Regions from separate parts of the Salvelinus alpinus genome. Here region 2 is linked to region 1. The links are chromatin contacts, called in public Hi-C maps. All regions are on one chromosome and are shown on one strand. Each heading gives the region's core, a stretch centred on a gene start, on an enhancer-like site or on the middle of the called end of the contact. The rest is flanking DNA. Distances are from core to core; before and after follow the strand shown.

The links. A called contact is a pair of places that touch in the nucleus more often than the background predicts.
Region 2: a contact with region 1 is called in a Hi-C map of red muscle, with 9 times the contacts expected there. The contact joins the promoter of prpf6 here to the promoter of LOC139542910 in region 1. A contact is called at or near these places in 2 of 3 Hi-C or Micro-C datasets (muscle and red muscle).

The regions. Positions count from the first base shown.
Region 1 is chr17:38,208,875-38,215,595 of SLU_Salpinus.1, reverse strand. It overlaps LOC139542910 (zinc finger protein 512B-like), which reads left to right and starts at 5,469. Exons shown (of 18, transcript XM_071348882.1): 1 at 5,469-5,920; 2 at 6,431-6,632.
Region 2 is chr17:38,379,288-38,385,722 of SLU_Salpinus.1, reverse strand. It overlaps prpf6 (PRP6 pre-mRNA processing factor 6 homolog (S. cerevisiae)), which reads right to left and starts at 2,170. Exons shown (of 21, transcript XM_071348893.1): 1 at 1,799-2,170; 2 at 894-1,056; 3 at 683-801; 4 at 487-565; 5 at 126-302. The coding sequence starts at 2,088.

The DNA of each region.
Region 1 (6,721 bases), core at 4,220-6,719:
TTGCTTCAGGTCCTGAGCTACAGGCAGTTAGATTTGGGTAGGTCATTTTAGGTGAAAATTGGGGGGAAAAAGGGCTAATCCTACTGTTGTTTCTGCTGGAGAGACAGGGCCCTGAGAGAATAAATACTTCTAAATTGTGTTATTAAACTGTAGTTTCTGCTGGAGAGACAGGGCACTGAGAGAGTAAATACTTCTAAATTGTGTTATTAAACTGTTGTTTCTGCTGGAGAGACAGGGCACTGAGAGAATAAATACTCCTGAGTTGTTTTATTAAACTGTCGTTTCTGCTGGAGAGACAGGGCACTGAGAGAATAAATACTCCTGAGTTGTGTTATTAAACTGTAGTTTCTGCTGGAGAGACAGGGCCCTGAGAGAATAAATACTCCTGAGTTGTGTTATTAAACTGTAGTTTCTGCTGGAGAGACAGGGCACTGAGAGAGTAAATACTTCTAAATTGTGTTATTAAACTGTCGTTTCTGCTGGAGAGACAGGGCCCTGAGAGAATAAATACTCCTGAGTTGTGTTATTAAACTGTAGTTTCTGCTGGAGAGACAGGGCACTGAGAGAATAAATACTCCTGAGTTGTGTTATTAAACTGTAGTTTCTGCTGGAGAGACAGGGCACTGAGAGAGTAAATACTCCTGAGTTGTTTTATTAAACTGTAGTTTCTACTGGAGAGACAGGGCACTGAGAGAATAAATACTCCTGAGTTGTTTTATTAAACTGTAGTTTCTGCTGGAGAGACAGGGCACTGAGAGAATAAATACTCCTGAGTTGTGTTATTAACACTCTCTCTCTTTTAACTCTATCTCTCTTAACTCTCTCTCTTTTAACTGTTTCTCTTCTTACTCTCTCTCTTAGTTCTCTTTTTTAACTCTTATCTCTTCTAACTCTCTATTTTAACTCTCTCTCTTAACTCTCTCTTAACTATATATCTTCTAACTCTCTCTTTTAACTCTCACTCTCTTTTAACTCTTATCTCTTCTAACTCTTTCTTTTAACTATCTTTTAACTCTCTCTCTATTTTAACTCTCTCTATGCTCTCTCTCATTTAACTCTCTCTCTCTTAACTCTCTCTCAACTCTATCTCTTCTTACTCTCTCTCTTAGTTCTCTTTTTTAACTCTTATCTCTTTTAACTCTCTCTATTAACGCTTATCTCTTCTAACTCTCTCTTTTAACTCTATCTTTTTTAACTCTCTTTTTTTAACTCTCTCTCTCATTTAACTCTCTCTTTTAACTGTTTCTCTTCTTACTCTCTCTCTTAGCTCTCTTTTTTAACTCTTATCTCTACTAACTCTCTCTCTTAACTCTATCTCTTCTAACTCTCTCTTTTAACTCTTATCTCTTTTAACTCTCCTTCTAACTCTCTCTTTTAACTCTCTCAACTCAATATTTTAACTCTCTCTCTTAACTCTATCTCTTCTAACTCTCTCTTTTAACTCTCCTTCTAACTCTCTCTCTCAACTCAATATTTTAACTCTTATCTTTTCTAACTCTCTCTTTTAACTCTTATCTCTTCTAACTCTCTCTTTTAACTCTCCTTCTAACTCTCTCTCTCAACTCTCTCTCGCTCTCATTTAACTCTCTCTCTTTTAACTCTATCTCTTCTAAGTCTCTCTTTTAACTGTTATCTCTTTTAACTCTCTCTCTTAACTCTCTCAACTCTATCTATCTCCTCTTACTCTCTCTCTTTTAACTATATCTCTTCTAACTCTCGCTTCTAACTCTATCTTTTAACTCTCTCGCTCTATTTTAACTCTCTCTCTCACTCTTGCTCTGCCTCTGTGTTTCTCTCTCTGCCTCTCTCTACCTTTGTAGATCTGTCTCTCCTTATCTCCCTCTATCTGCCTCTCTCTACCTTTGTAGATCTGTCTCTCCTTATCTCCCTCTATCTGCCTCTCTCTACCTTTGTAGATCTGTCTCTCCTTATCTCCCTCTATCTGCCTCTCTCTACCTTTGTAGATCTGTCTCTCCTTATCTCCCTCTATCTGCCTCTCTATACCTTTGTAGATCTGTCTCTCCTTATCTCCCTCTATCTGCCTCTCTCTACCTTTGTAGATCTGTCTCTCCTTATCTCCCTCTATCTGCCTCTCTCTACCTTTGTAGATCTGTCTCTCCTTATCTCCCTCTATCTGCCTCTCTCTACCTTTGTAGATCTGTCTCTCCTTATCTCCCTCTATCTGCCTCTCTCTACCTTTGTAGATCTGTCTCTCCTTATCTCCCTCTATCTGCCTCTCTCTACCTTTGTAGATCTGTCTCTCCTTATCTCCCTCTATCTGCCTCTCTCTACCTTTGTAGATCTGTCTCTCCTTATCTCCCTCTATCTGCCTCTCTCTACCTTTGTAGATCTGTCTCTCCTTATCTCCCTCTATCTGCCTCTCTCTACCTTTGTAGATCTGTCTCTCCTTATCTCCCTCTATCTGCCTCTCTCTACCTTTGTAGATCTGTCTCTCCTTATCTCCCTCTATCTGCCTCTCTCTACCTTTGTAGATCTGTCTCTCCTTATCTCCCTCTATCTGCCTCTCTCTACCTTTGTAGATCTGTCTCTCCTTATCTCCCTCTATCTGCCGCTCCCTTGATCTTCCTCTCCCTCTATCTTCCTCTCTGTTTTTCTCTTTCTCTGCAACTGGCTTCACACTGTCTATTGTGATATAGACCATTATTGAAGAAAGTTGGGGCAGTTGGCTAGGACAAACAATTAGATGGCCATTATTTAATATTCCTGTATTTTCACTTCTCCTTTCTCTGGTAACAGTCTGGTGAGGTCTCTCTCTATTCCTCCTTCTGCACCTGTTCTGTTGTCTGGTGCCCTAGGGAGAGATGTTTACACAGAAAAGAGAAGGAGAGAGTGGTAGAGGACAAATGGATAGAATAGAGAGATATACACAAGGATTGGAATAGATGGAGATGAAAAGAGAGAAAACAGGATGGACAGAAACATTTAAATGAGAAACAAAGGAAGTGAGGGAGGGAGAGAGGAAAAATCAGAGATGGAAAGGGAGAGAGGACGTCACACCTGTCCAAACGAAGCGTGTCTGGCACCTTGCACCTGCGCCCCCACCTGTCACTCAGTGGCTGAGTCATGTTAGTGAATACTAAGCAGTTTCTCCTGTCACCATCCTGCCTCGCTGGCTGTCTGGCTTACTGCTGGGAGACAATTACTGGGTGATACCAAGCATCTCCCTGCCTAATTACATGTAAATCATTATCATATGGATGGTTCTATGGTAAACAGGTCCTGTCAGCTATGTGACATCTCATTATGGGTGGATAGGTAGAGGTGATAGACTGTATAGCTGTGGAGCAGGCAGTTAGGGAGAGAGGACTCTAAGTGTTTATAACCTCAGTTTATGTGTTCTTTTCTCTCCCTATCTCTCTTTCTTATTCCATCCTTTCTTATTTCTCTCTCTCTCTCTCCTCAGATATAAATGAGCTTAGTGATGCCCAAGGTGGTTTGGAGGTCTGTGTTTCTTAAACAGTGGCTTCTAAATCATGGTTGCTATTCTTTAATCCCACAACACGTTCTCACTCCTCTTTCTGCCTCTGTCACACAGAAGGACAGATTATCCATTTGAAACCTCATTGATTGACGCCACATGCAGAGTAGAACACAGCTCCCCTCTAGTTGCCAATGGTAGTACAGGTTGTACACCTGACAGCTTTTATTAGCTATTAACCAGGCGTGTGCCTGCTCAGCAGAGAAAGAGAGGAGTAAATCACTGTACGGGATTTATGGTCTGTCAACCAGGATCCTGCAATAACCATTCAGTTAGGTTACATTAAAACACAGAGCAGGGGCACAGTAGGACGTAGCTCCATACACTGGGATAGTACTGTTGCTCCGAGGAATTTATTGACTGCCATCAACCTGTGGTCTAATATTTTGTAAGAGAGGAAGAAGATTGATGGGCAGGGTCAACCCTCCCCATTTATTTGAGATTGAGTCCTGCGGATTTCTCCTAATGTGTCTGTGGGATATACTCATCTGGGGTCATTTTTTTGCCACTTCAATCCCCAAAGCTAAGGTACTTTTTTTTGTCTTCTCTGCTATATTCCAATGGAAAACACCATCAATGTGTTTATCTCAAACTGCAAACCGAGATCCTACCCCAGCACTTTGAAACAGTAAAAACTAGGTACCAGGGTATTTTCAGTGACTGGCGACTAGGCCTACTCAGTGGACAGCCATCAACAAGGACACATGTTCTCCAGTGGTCATATGACAATGTAGCCGACTATATTACAGTCTTACAGGACCCAGTAGTGAGGCAACACTTCCATCTACTGGATATCTAATGTATGAACATTTCATGTGAGGGGTAGATAAAAAAAAATGTAAATAATAATCTTGGAGCAAATTAGAGAATCTGGTAGAAATTGAACGTAGCTCCCCACTGTAAAGCTCTAATGCAACTGCAATGGGTGAATGGCAGGTGAAAGGGCGGCAGGTTTTGGTCATGTTATCTTGCCCTCTACAAACCATTTCTAATCAGTTGAGAGGAAGGCTGCATTCACACAGGCAGCCAAATTCTGATAATATTTTTCCACTAATTGATCTTTTGACCAATCACATCAAATCTTTTCACAAAAGACCAATTAGTTTAAAAAATAATATCTGAATTGGGCTGTCTGTCTAAACGCAGCCGAAGAGAAACAGAGAAGAAATTAACATATATATATATATTTAGAGAAGGAATGTGATTAAAGAAATTAAAACGGCATCCTTAATCATTCGCTCCTTGACGTAGGCCTAACATAACTGATCTAATGTAATTGGACAAGTGAAAGCAAGGGCATATAGCTTTCACTGTCCAGTCATGTCTCATCAGTAACTACTTTAGAGTGGTCGAAAGGAAGGATACATTTTATATACTGTACCCTGCTTGGGCTCTGACGTTGCCAGGCCCTAAAATGAGTAAACCCTGCCCTCTTCTGGGGGTTTAGGGGAACAGCCAGTGTACATGGTTTACGTCATTGTTTCTGATGATTTCCACTTATAAGAAATATTAGGTCATGCTGACTGGCACCAATCACATCTGAGAGAGTCTCCTCTGGTTGTGTGAGCCCACTGTAAGTGGCTATGATTCAGTGGCTGCATGAGTGAGGGCCACGTGTTATACATATCATATCAGAGTATAATGGGGAACATTTAGCTGCTCTTGCAGAAGCTTGCTGATTTAGTAATAGCAATAATAATAATTCATTAGTGGGCAAAATAAGAGAAACTTTCAAAGCAAGTGACCTTCGAAATTGCATTAGCCTTCACTGTGTTGGAATAAAATGACAAATCAGCAATGCCCAACCATAACAGTCTACATCATCGAACAACCTATTTAACATCCCATATTAAATCGATTGATCCGTTTCTGATAGAGCAGAATAGGTAGCCTATAGCCGATTCTACTCTGCCCCCGCGTCACTATGCAAGTTTCGATTGCTATAGCCTACGAGTGGACTATTTTTTGGATTGCCATGGACTGGCATGATACCGACGAAACAGCACAACGACAATTGACAATCTAAGGCTGTGCGCAGTTGACTACCTGAATATTAACGATAAAGGCCGAATGATAATTTAGTAGCCTAACATTACCAGATTAAAACGTTTAGTGAGGCTGGTTTTAAGAATTTATCCTAACCCTTTTTCGTCATGACCGCACGGCGTTACGTCAGATGAGCCGCATCAAACCGTCAGTTTGGTATCGATACAAAATCGGGTTTATTAGGCATAAATCCCGAATATTATTTGCGCGATAAAAATAATAATAACGCGAGAGTTTGCAAGTTGCCAGAAGACTGTAGTTGCAGCTGTCAAAGGAAGAGTGGATACGCGCATGACTCAACACACATTACTGTAGCCTATTACTGTACACGGCCGCGAAGATAATTTCCGTATAAAACCCCGAAATAATCCCGAGGTAAGGAACCGCAGACTGCACCGAAAGCGACCGAGGTCGAATCTTTTAATTCCTTTTTTCCTCTGGTTCATTTTCTTTTACTCTAACCAACTCGCTTGCAGCTGTTGAAAATTACTGCACTAAACATATTTTTGTGACTCCCTTTAGCTCCAGCCATTGCAAGGATTTTTTTTTTTACTCCTCCTTCATATTAAAGTCGCCATTTTGCTTCACTGCCTATATAAAACCTTATTGTATTTTAATGTTTTCTTCAAGGAGTCGGAGACGTCTCTATCTTTCCTGCGTGTCTCCTGATATTCATATTTCTTGAGTTTTCCAACGAGACGATTGAGATTAAAGAAGTGCCTCGTGGTTGCCATATTAATGCACGAAAGGGGGAAAAGTGGAGTCTGGAAATAAGGTGAACGTCTTTAGGATTTTAATTGGCATCTCCTTTCCCCCCCTCCTCCTCCCTCTTCCTCATCTTCTTCATCTCCCCTCATCTTTCCTCGGATTCAAAACGGGGACTAGGCGCGTGGCTAACGACCGTGACGACTGTCAGTCCGTCTCCATCGAAGCCCCCGACCAGACCCGCTTGGAACAGCAGGTGTGATGGCCATGTAAAACCGGGAAAGGCGCATATACCGCGCGAGGTGTAGCCCTACCGCCTGACCCCCACGTGGGTGACCCGGGCCACCCGGCTGCTCGTGTTGGGTGACTCCCGACATTGCAGGTAGGTGTGGCCTTCTAGAAGCCCAGGTCCCTATTATTAATCAACGGAACTGTAAACATTGTAGTCAGCAGCATTCGAATGCACCAATG
Region 2 (6,435 bases), core at 921-3,420, 170 kb before region 1:
AATGAAACTGCAACATGTGACAAAACAGAGAGAGCGTGGTATGAGAGTACGGCGATGCATGACCCTTAGAAGTTGGTGAGTATGCTTGAGTGTGTGTCTGCTTCTGTGCATGTAACGTTACTAACCCCCTGCAGTGGGTCCACGGTGGTGTGCTTGTCTCCTGTGGTCAGGTGTTTGGAGAAGAAGCTGTCTGGTACAGGGGTGAGTTTCTCATAGCGCGGGTTCCTCTGGCGCTTGTTCCTGGCATCGCCAACCTCCGGGATACTCAGCCACTCCTCATCTGACATTCCTGACAGCTTCCTCTACACACAGAGACCGAGAGCCAGAGAGAGAGAAAGGGAGAGAGAATGTAGAATATATGTATTGCTTTCAATGTCATTATCCATTAAGAGATGGAAATTGTGTCTTTGGCAGATTTAAAGGTAGGACTGCTCAGAGACAGTACAGGAGAGTTGACTCTGTTGCCATGTGAACACAGTGACCAACCTTGAGGTCAGAGAACTGCTGCTGGATCTTGGGGCGCTCCATACGGTACTTCTCTATCTCATCCTTCTCCCTCAGCTCCCTGGGGACCACACAGGACAGACTGGGTTAACACAACAGAGCAGTAACACACACACACACACACCCCCTCAGGAGCAGTAACCCACACTAATAAACACATGGAAGTCTCTTCTCTCACCTTCTCTCCTTGCGTCGTTCGTCCATCCTCTTGTCCAGAGCTGCGTAGATAGCATCTGCCTCTTCGTCGTCTTTCTCATAGGGTCCACTGGAGAACAGACTGCCAGCATAGCCGTTAAACTGAGACAAAGTGGGCAGAGGCAGATGTTACAATACGTTGAGAGCTGAGCTTTGCCTGAACTTGTTCTTGGGTGTCATGTATAAACAAGCACCTCATCATAGTTGGTGTCATTCAGATCCTCTTCGTCATCTTCCTGGTTCTTCTTCATCTTGTCCCCCACCGTCCTCTGCCCCGGGGGAGCATGGCGGTCATCTACCGGGTCGTTGGCATCTCGAGCGGGACCGATATCAGACCGGGTGGTGAAACCTGTGGCTCTGGAGACAGAAGAGGTAGAGTTAGATGGAGAGATTCAACAACAGACTAGAACATTATTCTTCAATCTAGCCAGCAGATCCGACCCGCTTGCTTTCACCTGCACTAGGGTCAGACAGGCTTCCTGTGTAGAGTATTACACAGCAGAGCAGGTGCGAGAGATGGCTTGGAAAACATACCTCAATCCAGGGATGAGAAATGTGGTGTTCTTCAAATTGTCCCATTATCCCAACTGTTACACCGAGAAGATTAAACGACTGCTAAAAAAAATTGCGGTTGTTGTAATAGTTCAGTTGGGATAATGGGGCAATTCGGAGTATAACTCATTTCTCATCCCTGTATCGAGATACATTTTCCGAGCCATATCTCGGGTTGGCTCAGCGGTGTCTTAATCTACACTGGAAGTCTGTCAGACCCTAGTGCAGTTGTAAGCAAGCTGGTCAGAACGCTGGCTATCTTCAATCCTGCTTCTGGAGACCACAGCCTCTGTAGTTTTTGTTTCAGTCTGGTTCTGGAGGGTTTACATAGGTAGATTGCGAGCCAAACATTGCATTGGTGCACAAGTAGTTACTAACGTTACTTAATAACAAGAAAGAAGGAATTTTAGACGTATTGCATCTTAACACTATTAGCAAGATTTAGGTACAAGTACTTGATTGCCAGCCAAATTCAAGATTTAAGGTGGCTTAGTTACTGTAGCTAGCTAGCTATGTGGCTAAGCTAACTAACATCATGCCTGCTTACCCTCTGCCGAGTCCAGGCACATAGCCTAGCGGCGCGGCCATCCCAAGGAAGGGCTTTTTCTTCTTGCCCATGAGCGGGGAGGACATGGGCATTGGCGGGGGATCGGCATTACGCCCGCCACCCCGGCCACCTCCAGAGCCTCTACCAGAATTCTGCCCGCCGCCCCCAAAGCCTCTACCATCATTCTGCCCGCGGCCACCGGAGCCTCTACCGAAATTCTGTCCACCGCCCCTAGAGCCTCTACCATCATTTTGATTTCTGTTATTATAGTTTCCATCTCTGCTAGCCATCGTGGCTAGTTATACAGACAACGCGGTTCACTCACTAAGGTATAATAAGAACGGGTTCACTTCCGGAATAATCTTCTTCGTATGAGCTTCCGGCAGACTGGAACTTTTGAAACAATAACATACGCACTTCCTTTTACAATCATGACATTGGTCTGCAGCAGCGCCCCCTGTGGCGCTCTACAACTACTACTGCCATGCTCTACCAGCAGAGTGCAGCAGACTACAGGAAAATGTGCAGGCTAGGAGAATAGCCTACTTTAGGCCCATTGCACACATCCCAGACATGGCAACTGGAATTTGGAGTCTAAATGGTTTATTAAGTCTACCTGTAACTACAGGGAATAAATATGCATTGGTTTCGGGTCATGTATTTGATCAGCACATAGTTGAGTGAATCTGCTAGCCCTCATCAACAGAAGCTCATTAGGCTACCTCAGCCTATCTGGTTTGACAGCCAGGTCATTTTGAGTCTGCATTTCACCATTATTGACATAATGAAAGTCGACACTGTCCTATTTCTTGAGAGAACCAATTTAAAAACACAGCTGATTGGCCGACACATTTTAAACAGTGTTTTAAAATTAATTGGCATACATTTTGACAGAGATGCACTATCTAATATATATCAAACCAGTCTAACATGGACACTAAAGCCTTCTTGGGCGGTCCATTGTCAATCACAGGACGGGCTCACTGCGATAAATGTAATTACAACCTAATATGACGTTTCTGTGCTGTCTGTCTTGTGATGAGGTACCTCCGCCTATGCATCAATTTGATTCCATCACCTTTAACTTTAGCCATCTACAGCCAAGTTCTCAGCATGTTCATTTCTCTTCATTTAATTTGCCTCCAGGGCAGACATTATTTCACTTCTGGGAGAAGATTCTGTGATGAAAATTCGCTGTCAGCTGCATTAGAGGATGTATGGCTTCAACAGCCCAGAACCATTTCATAGATCCAAAGAGCCGCAAAACTTCACAGACCTGGTTTCATTTTGTATTTAACCTTTGTTTTAAATAGAAAAGTCAGTTAAGAGCAAATTCTTACTTACTGCCTACACCGGCCAAATGTGCACCGCTCTATGGGACTCACAATCATGGTCGGTTGTGATACAGCCTGGATTCGTACCAGGGTGTCTGTAGTACACCTCTAGCACTGAGATGCAGTGCCTTAGACCACTGCGCCACTCGGGAGCCCCATTACTGAAAGCCGGGAGCCAGGAGCTGAGAGCCTCAGTTAACCATTGCCGAGGTGTACGGAAATAGTTGATATTGAATTGATAGTATATTCTTCATACAAAATTATGATAGATTGTCTAACTGAATATGTTTAACTGCTGTCTGTCTGTCTGTCTGTGATCCAGCGATCCAGGTCCGTGTCATTAGAGGGAAACCACTCGTCAGTAATGCTGATTGAGGTTAATGATCAAGAAAACCCTGCGTGTCAAATCCATGTCCACATCTAATCCCCTGGTTACTGTTCTGAATGCATTCAGTCACCTTTGTTTGAGGTCAGCCTTGGCAGATGCAGATATGACTCAATGCCAGATGAAATCAGTGGATGAGCAGTGAGTCGCAATAAAAGGTATTTTTGGAACTTGCATCACCTTGTCTTCTCTATTCGTGTTGTAGGATATTTGTGGTAAACAAGCTACATCTCTCTGCTGACACGCACAGACACAAACATGCATGGAGGAGAAAACGAGAACACCATGTCTGTCACACACACACACACACACACACACACACACACACACACACACACACACACACACACACACACACACACACACACACACACACACACACACACACACACACACACACACACACACACACACACACACACACACACACACACACACACACACACACACACACACACAGAGAGAGTCTAGCATGGCGGTGGTCCTTGTAGCCAGCAGAGATAATGGATGTTGTCTCACTTTGATGGATTACAGGCAATATTCACACTGGGCTAAATGGTAAAGCTACCGCTTACAAGGAACAGGACAGTGACATGGACGAAAGAAAGCCCGTACGACCTCTGACAAGACATCAAACACGCAAAATGACAATATACACTGAGTGGACAAAACATTAGGAACACCTTCCTAATATTGAGTTGCACCCCCTTTTGCCCTCAGAACAGCCTCAATTTGCCAGGGCACGGACTCTTCGAGGTGTCGAAAGCGTTCAAAAGGGATGCTGGCTCATGTTGACTACAATGTTTGGGTGGTGAACCATTCTTGATACACACAGGAAACTGTTGAGCGTGAAAAACCCAGCAGCAGTGCAATTCTTGACACAAACCGGTGCGCCTGGTACCTACTACCATACCCGTTCAAAGGCACTTAAATCTTTTGTCTTGCCCGTTCACCCTCTGAATGGCACACATACACAATCCATTTCTCAATTGTCTCAAGGCTTAAAAATCCTTCTTTAACCTGTCTCCTCCCCTTCATCTACACCGATTGAAGTGGATTTAACAAGTGACATCAATAAGGGATCATAGAGTTCACCTGGATTCACCTGGTCAGTCCATGTCATGGAAAGAGCAGGTGTTCCTAATGTTTTGTACACTCAGTGTAGGAGAAAGGTGGAATCCTATTACACCGGCTCTGACGCTCGTTGCATGTGGCAGGGCTTGCAGACGATAATGGATTACAGAGGGAAACCTAGCCATAAAATGCCCAGTGATGCATATCTTCCAAACGAACTAAATGCCTTTTATGCTTGCTTCGAGGAATACAACACTGAGTCTTGCGTGAAAGCCCCTTTGTTCCAGATGACTGTGTGATCTCAATGATCACACAGTCTTAACACTCACACAGGTTAACAGTCGCAAGGCCACCTGGCCAGATGGAATACCAGGATGCGTTCTCAATATATGTGCAGACCAGCTGGCATGTGTCTTCACGGACATCTTCAATCTCTCCTTGTCCCAGTCTGTAATCCCAACATGTTTCAAACTGACCACCATTGTCCCGGTTCCCAAGAGCTCCAAGGCAACCTGCCTAAATGACTATTGCCCTGTAGCATTCACACCTGTAATTATGAAGTGAAAGGCTGGTCATGACGCACATCAACACCATCATCCCAGACATTCTGGACCCACTCCAATTCACATACCATCCCAACAGATCCACAGATGCTGTAATCTCAATTGCACTTCACACTGCCCTCTCCCACCTGGACAGGAGGGGAGATAACTATGTGAGAATGCTGTTCATAGACTACAGCTCAGCGTTCAACATAATAGTCTCCTCCAAGCTCATCACCAAGCTGGGGACCCTAGGACTGAACACCTCCCTCTGCGACTTCCTGGCGGGCCGGCCCCAGGTAGTGAGGGTAAGCAACAACACCTGCTTGCTGACCATCAACACGGGGGCCCCAAAGGGGTTAGTCCCTGACTGTACTCCCTCTTCACCCACAACTGCGTGGCCATGCAGGACTCCAACACCATCATCAAGTTTGCTGACGACACAACGGTGGTCGGCCTGATCACCACAGCGATGAGACAGCCTACAAATATAATAAAATAAAATAAAATGTTATTTGTCACTTGCGCCGAATACGGTGAAATGCTTACTTACAAGTCCTTAACCAACAATGCAGTTCAAGAAATAGAGTTAATAAAATATTTACTAAATAAAATAAAGTTTAAAAAATTATAATCTAATCAATCAGAAAGTAACACAATAAATAACGAGGCTATATACAGGAGGTACCGGTACCGAGTCAATGTGGAGTCTATATACAGGAGGTACCGGTACAGAGTCAATGTGGAGTCTATATACAGAGGGTACCAGTACCGAGTCAATGTGGAGGCTATATACAGGGGGTACCGGTACCGAGTCAATGTCGAGGCTATATACTGGGTGTACCGGTACCGAGTCAATGTGGAGGCTATATACAGGAAGTACCGGTACAGAGTCAATGTGGAGGCTATATAGAGGGGGTACCGGTACCGAGTCAATGTGGAGTCTATATAGAGGGGGTACCGGTACCGAGTCAATGTGGAGTCTATATACAGAGGGTACCGGTACCGAGTCAATTTGGAGGCTATATACAGGGGGTACCGGTAAAGAGTCAATGTGGAGGCTATGTACAGAAGGGACCGGTACCGAGTCAATGTGGAGGCTATATACAGGGGGTACCGGTACCGAGTCAATGTGGAGGCTATATACAGGGGGTACCGGTACAGAGTCAATGTGGAGGCTATATACAGGGGGTACTGGTACAGAGTCAATGTGGAGGCTATATACAGGGGGTACCGGTACCGAGTCAATGTGGAGGCTATATACAGAGGGTACCGGTATCGAGTCAATGTGGAGTCTATATA